Regions from separate parts of the Mus musculus genome. Here region 2 is linked to region 1. The links are chromatin contacts, called in public Hi-C maps. All regions are on one chromosome and are shown on one strand. Each heading gives the region's core, a stretch centred on a gene start, on an enhancer-like site or on the middle of the called end of the contact. The rest is flanking DNA. Distances are from core to core; before and after follow the strand shown.

The links. Hi-C and Micro-C count contacts between places; a contact is called where the count stands out from the background.
Region 2: a contact with region 1 is called in a Hi-C map of myocytes, with 2.8 times the contacts expected there. The contact joins the enhancer-like site here to the promoter of Cavin4 in region 1. A contact is called at or near these places in 2 of 39 promoter capture datasets (hippocampal neurons and stem cell-derived epiblast-like cells) and 1 of 484 Hi-C or Micro-C datasets (myocytes).

The regions. Positions count from the first base shown.
Region 1 is chr4:48,660,950-48,667,887 of GRCm38.p6, reverse strand. Cavin4 (caveolae associated 4) reads right to left here and starts at 4,374. Exons shown (of 2, transcript NM_026509.3): 1 at 3,859-4,374. The coding sequence starts at 4,266. Tmeff1 (transmembrane protein with EGF-like and two follistatin-like domains 1) reads right to left here. Exons shown (of 10, transcript NM_001356272.1): 10 at 4,757-5,887. The coding sequence ends at 5,803.
Region 2 is chr4:49,583,897-49,590,915 of GRCm38.p6, reverse strand. It overlaps Pgap4 (post-GPI attachment to proteins GalNAc transferase 4), which reads left to right. Exons shown (of 2, transcript NM_025944.4): 2 at 3,675-6,410. The coding sequence starts at 3,750. The coding sequence ends at 4,961. Among named protein-coding and RNA genes, the nearest start is that of Gm33106, 8.4 kb to the left of the region's middle. Within about 2 kb of position 3,890, at least 9 of the 459 cell types and tissues checked have an H3K27ac peak or open chromatin away from gene starts, as enhancers often do. A contact at or near this core is called in myocytes, where this site is marked.

The DNA of each region.
Region 1 (6,938 bases), core at 3,125-5,624:
GACTTTTTTTTTCTTGTTTTTTTTTCTAGACATGGTTTCTCTGTGTAGCCCTGGCTATCCTGGAACTCACTCTGTAGACCAGGCTGGCCTCAAAGAATTATGACATTTTTAAAAACTGGACCATGAGTTAAATTTTCTAAATGAGACGTTTGAAATTCAGGTTGATTCCACTCAACAGATTGAATAAATACACAAGAAGGATGTTTGCACACACTCTAAGACATGACCAGCTTGATAGTCAAGAAGACATCCTTAGAATCTAATTCCTTCACTGAAATGGCCTTGTTGGCTACAGGATCAGAATGCTCATGAGCCCTGCCTCTCCTGGACAAAAGAGGCAGAGGTGGGCGTCTAATGACTCTCTGATGAATCAGTTAGAGGCAGGCAAGTTATTCCTCTCCCTTCCTGACACCTGTTGTGGGGAGCCGCCTCAGCAAAAGTGTGGGCTGGGCGAGCCTAAGAAGGTATAATTAGAAAAGGAAAGAGCCAAAGGGCATCAGGGTATTACTTGGTAGACAGAGATCCCCAGAAGCCTGCAGTGGAGGCGTAAGACACGGGGAAACTGGAGTATCACACATCCTTCTCTTCAAACACAGAGCCGACAGTACAAAATCAAGCAAACAGAGACAAAGGTAGGGAAAGACCTTGCCGGGGAATCTAACACAGCCCCCAGGAGCTGGGACCACTGTGAGTTAAGGGCAAGCACACAGTGCTAACGACAGAAGGTTGATGGGGTAAATTACAGTTGACTTCTGAATACAATCACATGTCTATATCAAAGTCCAGGTAAAACTAGCTTTTTATTGTTTTTGAGACAGGGTCTCACATAGCTCAGGCATGCCTCAAAAATCACAGGATATCTGAATTCCCAATCCTCCTGCCTCAGCCTGGCAACTGACAGGACTGTAGGTTTACACCACCACACCTGGTCTAAAGGACCATTGTTACAGCAGAATGAATGCTAAGGATCCGAGAAAAGTGGAAGCGAATCAGTATCAAAGGAACACAGCCAGCAACACTTTGGATACACAGAAGTGCAGAACTTATCATTAGAGGAGACTGAAAACTTTCTAGCCACAGACTTGTGCTTCCTTAGTAACTGCAATTGAGAAGCTACGCTGTGGCTCATGCCACCCACGCACAGGGAGAGGGATCACCAGTGTTCAAAGAGAAACAACCTGGGTAAGAATGTCAGGCAACCTTTAAATGCCAACATTCAGAATTTGGCCAAAAGCTTAGACGTATACAACTGTAGAAGATAAGACACCAATAAATATTATCAACAAAAGAGATGCCTGGGAAAACTTAAGGAATATCTCAGATAAAAATGAAGATATATGGGGGCTGGTGAGATGGCTCAGTGGGTAAGGGCACCCGACTGCTCTTCCGAAGGTCCGAAGTTCAAATCCCAGCAACCACATGGTGGCTCACAACCACCCGTAATGAGATCTGGTGCCCTCTTCCGGTGTATCTGAAGACAACTACAGTGTACTTACATATAATAAATAAATAAATCTTAAAAAAAAAAAAAAAAAAAAAATGAAGATATATTTAAGCGGCCTAGCTCAGTTTCAAATAAGTTTAGAAGGGACAGTCTTCGATGAGAATTAAGTAAGGTTAATCTTAACTGCTAAAAATAACCATGTAAATATATCTATATACATTCTAACCTATAACAAGTACAGAAATTTCAGTCTTAGGTCAACAATATGAAACTTCCTATTTTCCCTGTAGGCTTCTAAAAGGTAGCAATTTGTTTTGTTTTGACAAACTCCTGCATAATTTATACATCTTAGTTTCACATCATCTTCAAGGTAGTCTGTCTTAAAAGAAAAGAGCTTTATGATTAGCTAGTATCTCTCAGTTTCTTTATGGAACTATAGAATCCAAACACAGGAAGGAAATACCAGCAAGTTACAGAGAATAGAAACAAATAGAAAAACAGCTTTTCTGTAGGGGTCAGGGAGAGAATTTCACCGATAGATGGAGCCAGGTGAAATTTCTGTTTCCTTGCTGCAGCTTCTGTGAATCCTGAGGGAACTGCTTTGCTTATAGGTTCCCCTGATACGTGGGGCCCCCAGTGTTCTTCCTGACATAAGCATGCACATGAGGGTGAGCAGGCAGTGGCTGATGCCCCAGGAGGTGAATGGATCTATTCTTTGGTCCCATGCCCAGCTCATCACTATCTGCACCAGTACTGGAATGGACACCTGAAGTCAGGTGACATTTTTAAGCCTAGAGAAAGGCCTCTCGGAGCTTATAAGAAAAGGGTGATGGGAAAGAACTTTAAAGACACCAGTGTACTCTTCTATCTTCGAAATTCCCCATCTTTTCCCTAAATACCCTGTGAACTGATAAAAACAAATCCAAAAGTACCTCTCGCCCATTCCAGCGTAACTTGAGTCTGGGACACTGCCGAATGCACAGAGAACGTGAAGGTTACAGGCCTGACGTTTCTATCACTGTTTCTGTATTTCATGTTGTCTGCTCTTCTAGGGTTCTGTGCACACTGACTTCCACTTTTAAAAGTATATAGATGTGTGTATGCATGGATGGACATTCCCACACATTCCTGACTTTATGCTTACAACAAATCCTCTGACACACAGGAAATTCGGGGCCAGTAGGTTTGGAAAAATTTAAAGTTCATAATACATACTATCAAAAATGTCTCCCAAAATGTGCCAACTGATTCTCCCAAGAGCAGAACTGGAAAGACGGGCCTTCCCTAACCTTTGTACTTTGGATTTACAGTTCTGTACCAGCCAGTGTTTAAATAGGCAAGCAAAGATCCCTGGTGTCATCTGCTTTGTCTTTTCTTATCATCGTTCATTCTTAATGTGACTAAAGAGTCCAACTTGTCCATTTAATTTACAAGAGCTTAAGAAATATACTGTATTTTTATAATACAATATATGTATTTCCCATAGGGTCTTTTAAAAACATATATTGAGCATTTATAGGATCTTAGCGGGGGGGAAAAAGGCTTCCCAATTGAGTAAGGAATTATTTATGGACTTCTATATCTGTATTATTGTAAGAATAATATTAAGACATAAAACTTAATGGGGAGTTGGGACTCAGTGTCTATAGTACTAGCACTTGGACGGCTGTGGCAGGATCACCACCATAGTTTGAGGCCAGCCTGGATTATTAAATAGTGAGGGTTAGGTCACCATGAACTATGGGCTGGACTGTCTTACAAAACCAGTCAACATTTTTAACACAAATAATGGCCTGATTTGGAAACACTTAGCTTTTCTTATTGTGAATAATACAAAAAAAATTCCAATGGACAAACTATATTCAGAGTTTTTGATTTACTGGTTGAGTTCTTGGTAAGAATAAATCTATGACTGCCTGGGTGCTGGCTCCTAAACTGTTCTCTTTTAGGGGGCTGCTGTAAATCAAACACAAGCCTCGGCCACATGAACAAGTGTTCTACTCCCGAACTGCATCCTTGGAACCTCCCGGTTTCTTCTTTTATGTAGCAAAACCAGTCTTCAAACTTGAGATTTCTTAAGACCCTTTTGGCTCCAACATTCTAAAGTCTACTGGGTCACTGTGTTTACTAAGACTCAAATGCTGAAAGAACCTGACAGTATTGAGTTTCAAAGGCAAGAAATAGCCCGAGCCACAAGCCACAGTTCACATTCCATGACTAATAAGAAGCCTGACCCATGGGCGAGAGACAGCAGCATTGGTTAGGAATGGTTCTCTCTCCCAAGGTGACTATTTGGCGAGCTCAGTATATTCCCATATACCATGGCTGACATGTGACATTGGACACCCCTGTGACTCGGTGGCAAAGGATGAGAGGGAATATGGTCATCGAGCTGGCCCCAAATGCAAGCTTACCTGGAAGATTACCACTCGGAATTTGTTTTTCTTCATTATTTCTTCTTGCTTGGTTTCGACTTTGGTTACACGAACCTGTTGCTTCTCTACCCGGGCCTTGACATCCTTAATGTGAGCGCTGACTTTCCGGGTCTTCTCAAACAGCTTGTTGACAACGTAGCCCGTATTGCTGTGTGACTGTGAGAGCTTCAGCAGGTCTATTTGGACAGACTTTATCGCGTTACCCATTTCTCTGTGTCTCTCCTCAATTCTCTTCTGGCTTGCCTGCACACTGTCCACGACACTGGCCACTCTGTCCAGCACGGTCACAATGGTGAGGGCTGCGTCTTGGTCTTCATCTTCCGTCACACTTGACAACCGATTCTGGTGGATTTTACCAGCATTTGAAGCTGATCCGTTGTGTTCCATTTTACTTTTTTCTCAGCAGAAGGTGTCCTATGGCAATCCGGTTCCTACGCCTGGAGCCAAAAGTCGGCTAGGAAGCAGGCAACGGAGCTGCTTTAAAGGGTTGAAAACCGCACCCTGGAGAGTGGTCAAGTATTTATAACACAAGTGCCCATACGTGACTGCCCTGCAACATGAGCCCTTGCAAAGCACCGGGGCCGGTTCCAAACATGCTTGCCGACTGACTAAGGACCTCAAATAAGTCTGTGTGGGTGGGAGGGGGAAACTGTGAGAAGAAGTTCACTAAAGCCACTATGTTACTCATACTGAGCCTGCAAGCCAAGTTGCTTCAAACACTGAACTAAGTTTTTCTCTTTGGATCATTTCAGGGGGTGGTTTGTAAAAGGAAAGAGAATTCTGAACTGCAATCTTCTTGTCCTATGAATTGTTCCTATTATTAGTACTAACAGACCAATATCAAATAATACAATAAATGAGCACACAAAGCAGACCGTATAGTGAAAACATTATATTATAACATGCTTTTCCAAATCAAATTATTAAAATTAATATTTAAGTTTAAACATAGTCTTTAAACTCTACATGCATACTTTTGACTGGCTAAACTACATGTTAAACGCCTCGATACATTCTACTCACAGTTCAGACTTTGAAACACCAACGATCTATTAATAGAGCTACTACAGGACAGATTTGAATTAGAGGTCTTAGGTCATTTTTAAGCTCACTTTCAGAGCACCAATCATTAACAATTATTTCTGCATTGTATTCACAAACACTGATATAATTTGTACATTTATATTAAAACAAATACAATGTTTAAAAATGAATGTGTATTAAAGTAGTTTAGCTGATACTGTAGGTTTTATTGCAATCTGCTCATTAAACGCCCTATCTTGACAATATCTAAACCTATTTTCAGTGACCTGTTCCACCGTTAATTCCCAGGCCCCTTTTAAAATGATTAGGATTATTTCTTCAAGGAGAGAAATAGTCAACTGCAGTTTGTACAGCTTATAAATATGTGACATCTAACACATACACACAGCTTGGCAGCCCATGCAATAGGGGAAGTGTCTAAAAAAAATCAGATACTAAACCTCAAAAGCATTTAAATATCTATTTAAACACAGTGTCCTCTAGATTTTTTTTGTAAGAAAAGTAATCTGTAAACATCTTTACTTTAGTTCATGCTTTGTCATTTGCTGTGGTCACTGGGGAAGAAGTATGACTTTATGACCACCGTGAAGTGGGTCCATCCGTCTCTGCAAAAATATTACATTCCATGGATAAAGAACAAGTCTTAGTAGTATCACCATGTGTTACAAATTCGTGAAGCCAATTTCTGTATTTAAAAACATAAAACAGAGACTACTAAACAGTCAAAAACTGTTGTAGCTAAATATTCTAAATACGAGCCAACAGTACTACACTAAAAATGTCCAAAAATAAGGCCTCTGAAATAAATATTTCCATTCTTTAAAAAAAGACATAATAAATGTACATCACGTGGTCAGTGCGCATATAAAAGTCCGCGGCTCAGACCATTCTGGATGAAGTGTCTGAAGTAAAATGACCCAGGTTCTGCTTCTGCCTCCGCCCTCTATTGTTCTTGGGGCATTTCCTGTTGCATTGAAAATACAGATATTAAAAAACAAAATCAGTTAAGGATGTTTAAACTATGTCAAAGTAACGCACAGTTCACACACTGCACCCGTTAGAAAAGGAAGTAAGAGACTTAATTCAAGGCACAATGACTGGTTGTTCTTTGCTCTATAGCTGGAGTTGGGAGGGGTCACACACTGCTGATACACATTTCTGAGAGGGACGTCGGCCTCTCTGGCCCGGTAAGTCCTCAGTTCCCGAGACTGATCGCTGTGAAGGTGAAAAGATGCTGACCTCACTACTTTTCCTGAGCATTATCACAGCGCCAAGGCGACAAGGAAGCTTCTCTGACGGAGAGCAATAGCACAACACCGATGATCTCAGACAGGATGCGCGGAAGCCCTCTAAGTCAATCAGAGCTGGAGTACACCTAGTTGCGGCATGCCACAGAACCGCCCAGGAGACTGGGCCCCTCCCTACAGGTGAGGGATTCCTGGTCCCTGATCTTACATTTCAGTAAAGGTGGTCCTAATGTGGAACAAACCTCCAGACAGTGTTAACTATTCCTTTCTCTACCCACCAGACTGCATGATCAGCTCTTGCAAAGGAGTGTGTGAATGCAGAGTAAGGCACTTATGTGGATTCTGGCCACTTTGAGTTTGGATCCTACTGTTAGTATCGGTAGTAGCCATCTGTGCAAATTCGATGCTCCTGTGTGGAAACAGCCTCATTACAAGACCATTTCCACTGTATTTGCCCTAATATTCCATGTTTGCATTCAGTTTCAAAGAGGGCTGCTTTGCCTTAACTTAAAAGCCTTAACGACAATGTTTCTGATGGTTTCAGTGGATTTTCTTTCACTAATCCTTATAAATATAGTCTGATGCAGACAGGGCTGGGATCATATCCATTTCATAACGAGGGAGCTGGCTGACAGGCTAAGCAACTGGTTTCAACTGTCACTAACCCACCATGACCGGGAGGAATTCCAAGTTCCTGGGACCAGGCCTTTTTCTTCTATACAGTAGAGTTTGGCTAAGACATGTTCAAAGTCCCTGCCAATTTGCCAT
Region 2 (7,019 bases), core at 2,641-5,140, 920 kb before region 1:
GGCACATTTTAGGCATTCACTGTCATGTGTTTTTTTATTTCTTCAGAATATTCAGACTAAAGATATTCACTGCTTTTTGCTATAGTCATATGTACCTGAAGTGTTTGTAACTCCACATATGAAAACAGAAACATCTAAACACCTTAGTTCTTATAAACCACTGAGTTTGGGGGATCATTTTGGAAGCCTGCTCTGACCCTTCAGTTCCCCATGATTGGGGGACAAAGCTTATGCCCTGTGAGGGTTTGGGGATTTCTCTGAACAGATTGTGAGAGCCTTTCTTTTCTTCTGAGGGTCTAGAAACCTGCCTACAGGTCTTTGTTTCTAACTGTGAGCTTCCCCCTCACAGAAGAGTGAGTTTTCTTGCCCCTTTTGCTTTACCCAGTGGATGGCATGTGTAGACTTGATGTGCAGCAGACCAACAAGGGTGCAAATCTGACTCCACCTTAGCTTCCCTGACCCAAGAGCCCAGCCCTGGTAGCCATTTCCTCTGCACTTTGATCCATGAGGAGAAACACATTGGGTGCCTGACTCCAGCCTGTCCTCTGTATTTGAATTTCCTACAGTGGAAAAAGTTCCTGGGATTAAAGGTCCTCTTTATGTCAACATGGGCACACCATTTCTGCGCCACCTGTACCATCATAAGCCATAGCACTTACTGTACACCTGGTATTTTCCAAGCTGATTGTCTTATCTTCTTGCCTTTGTACCTAATTTCGTCCTCTGCATGGTCTTTCTCCCTGGGGTAATAACCAGGACAGAAGAGTAATAGGAGCAGGAAACCACCTAAATGGCCAGAGCTTCTGAACTAGAGGCATGGGATTGCCCCAGTTCCAATACTGGGTGTCCAGCAATAGTGATGAGAGACTAATGAGGCCAGGAGAGGCACCAGTCTGTGATGTACTAGAACTCTTTGGACCTCAGCAGATCAGAGGAAGACAGAACAAGTTTATAGTATTGTGATGTTCACAAATCACCAAGCCCAGGGTCATATGCTACCAAAAGCTCCTTGCTTCTTTTCCTTTGGGGCTGTTCTCCAGGTCTCTTGACATTACTAAACTCCTTTGACTCACAACTGCATTCTCAGGACCATTGTCTTCTGTTGCAGACTTGACTCTACTTCTTTGAAATGTGTCACAACATAGAAGAGAGATGTTTGCTGTTCTACATGACTGTACATGGCAAGTCAGAATAACTACCCTACAGGAAAAAAAAAAGTCCAAAAATCATTAGTGGCTGGATACAGTTGTCTACATGTAGCTCACACACTAAGCAGTGTCGGTGTCGGGAGGGGAGAGGTGAGCAGTTGGAGCAGACTCTCTTCTAGATCCATAGAGGTGCTCTATTCATCTATTCATCTCCTTTCTTCTTGGCTAGCCCTAGTCATATGACCCCTACCCTGAAGGGCAGGAAATGAAGCTCAGTGTAAAGGTAGAATGCAGATATGGGAGTACTGGCAGACAATACAGCTGAACCTCAGGAGACATGGAGAGCCCTCATCACTTACAAGCTGGACCGCTTTCCTTCAAGTGACTACAAACACTTCCGAGGTGTACTGGCTGGTTTTGTGTCAACTTGACACAAGCTGGCGTTATCACAGAGAAAGGAGCTTCAAGTGAGGAAATACCTCCATGAGATCCAGCTATCAGGCATTTTCTCAATTAGTGATCAAGGGGGGTGGGCCCCTTGTGGGTGGTGCCATCTTTGGGCAGGCAGTCCTGGGTTCTATAAGAGAGCAAGCTGATGGCCTCTGTATCAACTCCTGCTTCCTGACCTACTTGAGTTCAGTCCTGACTTCCTTTGGTGATGAACAGCAATGTGGAAATGTAAGCTGAATAAACCCTTTCCTCCTTAACTTGCTTCTTGGTCATGATGTTTGTGCAGGAATAGAAACCCTGACTAAGACACGAGGCAAGAGTATACTTTTGACGCTATAGCTATCAGTTAGTTTTGCCTTCAGCCTACTGCTCTTATACTGGTTTCATTATTTTTAACTTTGTTGTTTGGTGTGAATCTGTTTTCCATCAGAATGTTAGAATTTCTTGCTCCTCAAATATTACTCAAATTTGCACCCCATTTTTTCAGTGTGTGGGGTGAGGGTGGGGGTACATGCACATGCGCAGTTTGTGTAGGTGTGCATATACATGTGTGCATGCACACATGCAGATTGAGTGGGTATACATGTACATGTGTGCATGTGGATGTGGAGACTAAAAATGAACCTCAAATGTCTCAGACAAGTCAACTTTGCTTTTGTCCCTTTTGATGTGTGTTTATGTGTTTTCCTGTTCATGTATACAAATGTGCCATGGGGGATTGCACGGGTCAGAAGACAAACCGTTAATATCAGACCTTCTCTTCTGTCTTGTTTGAGATGGTTTCACAGCTGCCCACACCAGACTTGCTGCCTCCAAGCTTTCAGAAATTCTGTTTGTGCCTCCCGTCTCCCCATAGGAACAACTGGCATTATAAGCAAATGCCACCTGGGCCAGCTTTCATGTGGGATCTGGGGATTTGAACTCAGGTCATTATGCTTACACAGCAAGCACTCTTTTCTATTATGCTACTTTTCCAGCCTCTAACTTTGCTTTTAGTCTAGGATCTCTGCACTGGCAGGGAATTCGACCAGCAGGCTAAGCTGGCTAGCCAGTGAGCTCCGGGAGCTGCTTGTCTCTGGCTCCACCTCCCCGTGGTCGGATTATAAGGATGTGCTTCCATATATGGTTTTTGGGGGAGAGGCTGGTCTTCGGGTTTAAATTGGGGTTCTCTGTTTGCAAAGCAAGACTCTAGCTTCACAGGACATATTTTAATGACATTTTTATCCTGTGTAACTTTTCTCTCTGGCGTATTTCTTAATACCTGTAATAAAACCACAAAACAGATTATTTTATTTTAGAGCCGAAGAATCCAGGACATGGAGAGGTGAAGTGACTTCCTACCAACCAAGGAGTAGATCTGGAGTTCACACCTTACACTCATTTTCTGAGGCATCATGTCCCAAGACATTCCTTCCTGGACCAGGCTGTTAGTCCACAGTTTGCTTGCATAAGGAAGATACTAATTCCTACTGGTTCTAATGATAGTACTATCAAAATAAATTAGGAGGACAATCAGAATTAAATGATTAGACTAAATGAGATTAGAGAAATCAAAGATGACATTAACTAACAAGCACCACCAACTATTCCCTCCCTCCCACACCGTTGGCATATGCAGAAAAGGATCTCAGAAATCACGCGGTCAAGTACTGTGCATTTATGCTGCAGCTTACTCAAACTCTATGTCTTCTGTGTGGAGCCTTGGGTTTTTTTCATTTGGTTGGTTTTTGTTTTGTGGCCCTGTGTTAACACCCATGTCTTTGTAGCAAGTGAATCAAAATAATAGTTTTACCAACTGCTGGTTATTTTATGACACACTGTGAAGTTAATGTCACATCCTTAGGCATGGAGAGTTGGTTGAATGCACTGGCTACCTCTAATCATAAACAGGGTGAGCATTGGCAAGGCTCACTTCACTGGTGGACAGAATGCAAGAAAACAATCAGTGCAGAAAATTCTTTTCAAGTCTCTAGTGGCTACAAGACCTTGAACTGGGACTTCTGATTCGGTGTGTGCTGGGCTGCAGTGTTGGAAGTTTTTGAAGTATTGTGTTCTGACTCTACCTTTTCTCCTTAGGTTTGACTTCATGCTACTGCCCTGAGATCCAGGATGGTTTGTTCTTGGGACCAGACATGACCAAAAGTTGACACCATGACCACGTCAACCTCTCCAGCTGCCATGCTTCTCCGGAGGCTTCGGCGACTCTCCTGGGGCAGCACAGCTGTGCAGCTCTTCATTCTAACCGTGGTGACATTTGGCTTACTGGCCCCGCTGGCCTGCCACCGGCTCCTCCACTCATATTTCTATCTGCGTCATTGGCATCTAAACCAGATGAGCCAGGACTTCCTGCAGCAGAGCCTGAAGGAGGGGGAAGCTGCCCTTCACTACTTTGAAGAGCTGCCCTCTGCCAATGGGTCTGTGCCCATCGTCTGGCAGGCCACTCCCCGCCCCTGGCTGGTGATTACCATAATCACTGTGGATAGGCAGCCTGGCTTTCATTATGTCTTACAGGTAGTATCCCAGTTCCATCGGCTTCTGCAGCAGTGCGGCCCCCAGTGTGAAGGGCACCAGCTCTTCCTGTGCAATGTGGAACGGAGTGTGAGCCATTTTGATGCTAAGCTGCTCTCTAAGTACGTCCCTGTGGCCAACCGCTACGAGGGCACCGAAGACGATTACGGTGATGACCCTTCCACTAACTCATTTGAGAAAGAGAAGCAAGACTATGTGTATTGCCTGGAGTCATCGCTGCAAACCTACAATCCAGACTATGTCCTGATGGTGGAGGATGATGCTATTCCAGAAGAACAGATCTTCCCAGTATTGGAGCACCTCCTGCGTGCTCGCTTCTCTGAGCCACACCTCCAAGATGCCCTGTATCTAAAGCTCTATCACCCAGAGAGGCTACAGCACTACATCAACCCAGAGCCTATGCGGATCCTGGAGTGGGTTGGTGTGGGCATGCTGCTGGGGCCTGTGCTAACCTGGATCTACATGAGGTTTGCCTGCCGCCCAGGCTTCAGCTGGCCTGTCATGCTTTTCTTCTGTCTCTACAGCATGGGGCTGGTGGAACTGGTGGGCCGACACTATTTTCTGGAACTGCGGCGCCTGAGTCCCTCCTTGTACAGTGTGGTTCCTGCCTCTCAGTGTTGTACCCCGGCTATGCTCTTCCCTGCCCCTGCTGCCCGCAGGACCCTCACCTACCTGTCCCAGGTGTACTGCCACAAGGGCTTTGGCAAAGACATGGCACTGTACTCTCTGCTGAGAGCCAAGGGGGAGAGGGCCTATGTGGTGGAGCCCAACCTTGTGAAACACATTGGGCTCTTCTCCAGCCTACGGTACAATTTTCATCCCAGCCTACTGTAGGAGTGCCAAGAAATGCTTTTCTGCTATTAGCTATTTCTCTGGGAGAGGCACACACTGGATTCTTTATTTAGATGTGGTTGCTTGCAGATATTTCATTGGTCAATGTTGCTAGGTGTTGCAGGCACTGGGACAGGGGAGGAATGCATCGAGTGAAAAGCCCTGACTGGGAAACCTCCAGAAGAAGCAGGAGTTTGCCACAAGTTGGATCTCTCTCCCTCTACACAGCCACACTGCCTCATGCAGTCTGCCTCTCTCCGTGAGGATGAAAGTCAGTGGTAGTTATCTTCTCTGTGTCTGCAAGTTCTGGCTCGTGACAGAGCCCAGGACTGCCAAAAATCTTGTGCACTGTGCTGCGAGACTTGAATTAGGATTTTAAGGGTAGAGTATGGTGAACAGTCAGACGCTTTTGAACAAATTCCTTTCCCACGGTTCAAGAGCGGATGTGTGCTGAGAATCTATGCCCAAAGAAGGCAGGACCATGTTGCCATATTCTATTTGTTTTCCTTGGCCTGGTGTAATAAAAGTGTCAAAGTTGTTCTGTGTCAGTTGTCTTGGAGGTGGTGATCTGGCTCTTCTGAGATACAGTGACTTCTTTTCCCAGTACCTGTTGTGTATTCAGAGTAAATGCTATGGATGAAGGCTTTAAGCACAGCAGAATCTCCGTGCGCTTTCTGAATAACCCAAGTCGGGTTGCTTCTGTTAAATACACAGCTAATGCAGAACATTTCTGTGATAGTGTGATTCCTTGGCAGGTGGATATTTCAGAAGGAGACAGAAGAATGACCTCCATACTAGGAGCGTAGCCTTCTCCCTACATTTGTGACCTGAAGCTTCACCCTCATTCCATTTTTTACTGGTGACAGTGTAGCATAGAAGACCAAGTATGGCCTGGGAAGTGAAAAACCTCCTGACTTGTATATTCATGGCTTCAGGGAGACACGCTTGAGAGATTTTTATATCTAAAATATTTTAATTGTATGTGGGAGGAGGCATGTTTATGTGTGTGGAAATACGTTCCTGTATCTGTAGGTTATTACGGAGGTCAGAGGTTGACATCTGGTGTCTTTCTCAGTTGTTCTCTGCTGACAGGGGGCCTCACTGAACGCATCATTCACCAGTTTGTGCTCGACTGGCTAAGCAGCAAACTCCAGAGAATCCCCTGCCTCCGCTTCCCTGCTACACGGTTGCAGATATGTGGCACTCTGCCTGCCTGCTGGGGAACAAGCTCAGATCCTCACCCTTCTGTGGCACGCACTGTATCAACTGAGCCATCTACCTAGCCCACGTTTGTACATTTTAGTAAGATATTTGTGTTTAATGGGGACTTAGGGCGTGTGGCTTTCAACTGAATAGTAGCTGTTTGAGCCCAACCACTGCTAAAAACAGTGACTGGTTTTTCATTGTGGTTTCTAATTATTTACAGTTCAGCTTACATCTAGCCCCACCTCCAATAAAAAAAGAAACAAAGAAACAAACAAAACCAAACCAGTTGTTCATTCTGGAAATTAGCCAAGACTCCTGTTGGAATGATTCCAGGACTAACTTCTGAAACTTCCTTCTCTTGAGTCTTACAGCAAATGTTCCCAGATAGTAAATTCGCAGCCGGCAACTCTCTTCCTGAGGATGGATAATTATATTAGGATTTAAGCCGTTGCCCAGTTTGGATGTCACATTTTGTTTGCTGTTAAATTCCCAGAGTGTTCGCAAGCATTGAGGGAGAATGATTGGTTACACTTGCTCTCCGGGTGAACAAGTTCAGACCCAGAGATGTTAAGCCGGTCTGAGAAGTGGAGAAGGCAGCTAAGAGCCTTATGCCAGGGCTAAAGGCTCGTTTAAGTGCTGAGCTTAAGGGCTTAAGGGCTGTAGGAGAGCTGAGGTTCTCAGTCCCTAAGACAGGCACAGGTTATGGGGGGCAGTGAAAATCTCCAGTAGTCTTGCGCATCTTCCAGAATTTAAATTAGCATCATGAGGCTCAAGAAGCCACTGAGTGTGTGCGCGCATTAGTACACCAGTTAAAATGAAGCTACTGGTTCTACTACGGCTTCCTCAAGAGAATTC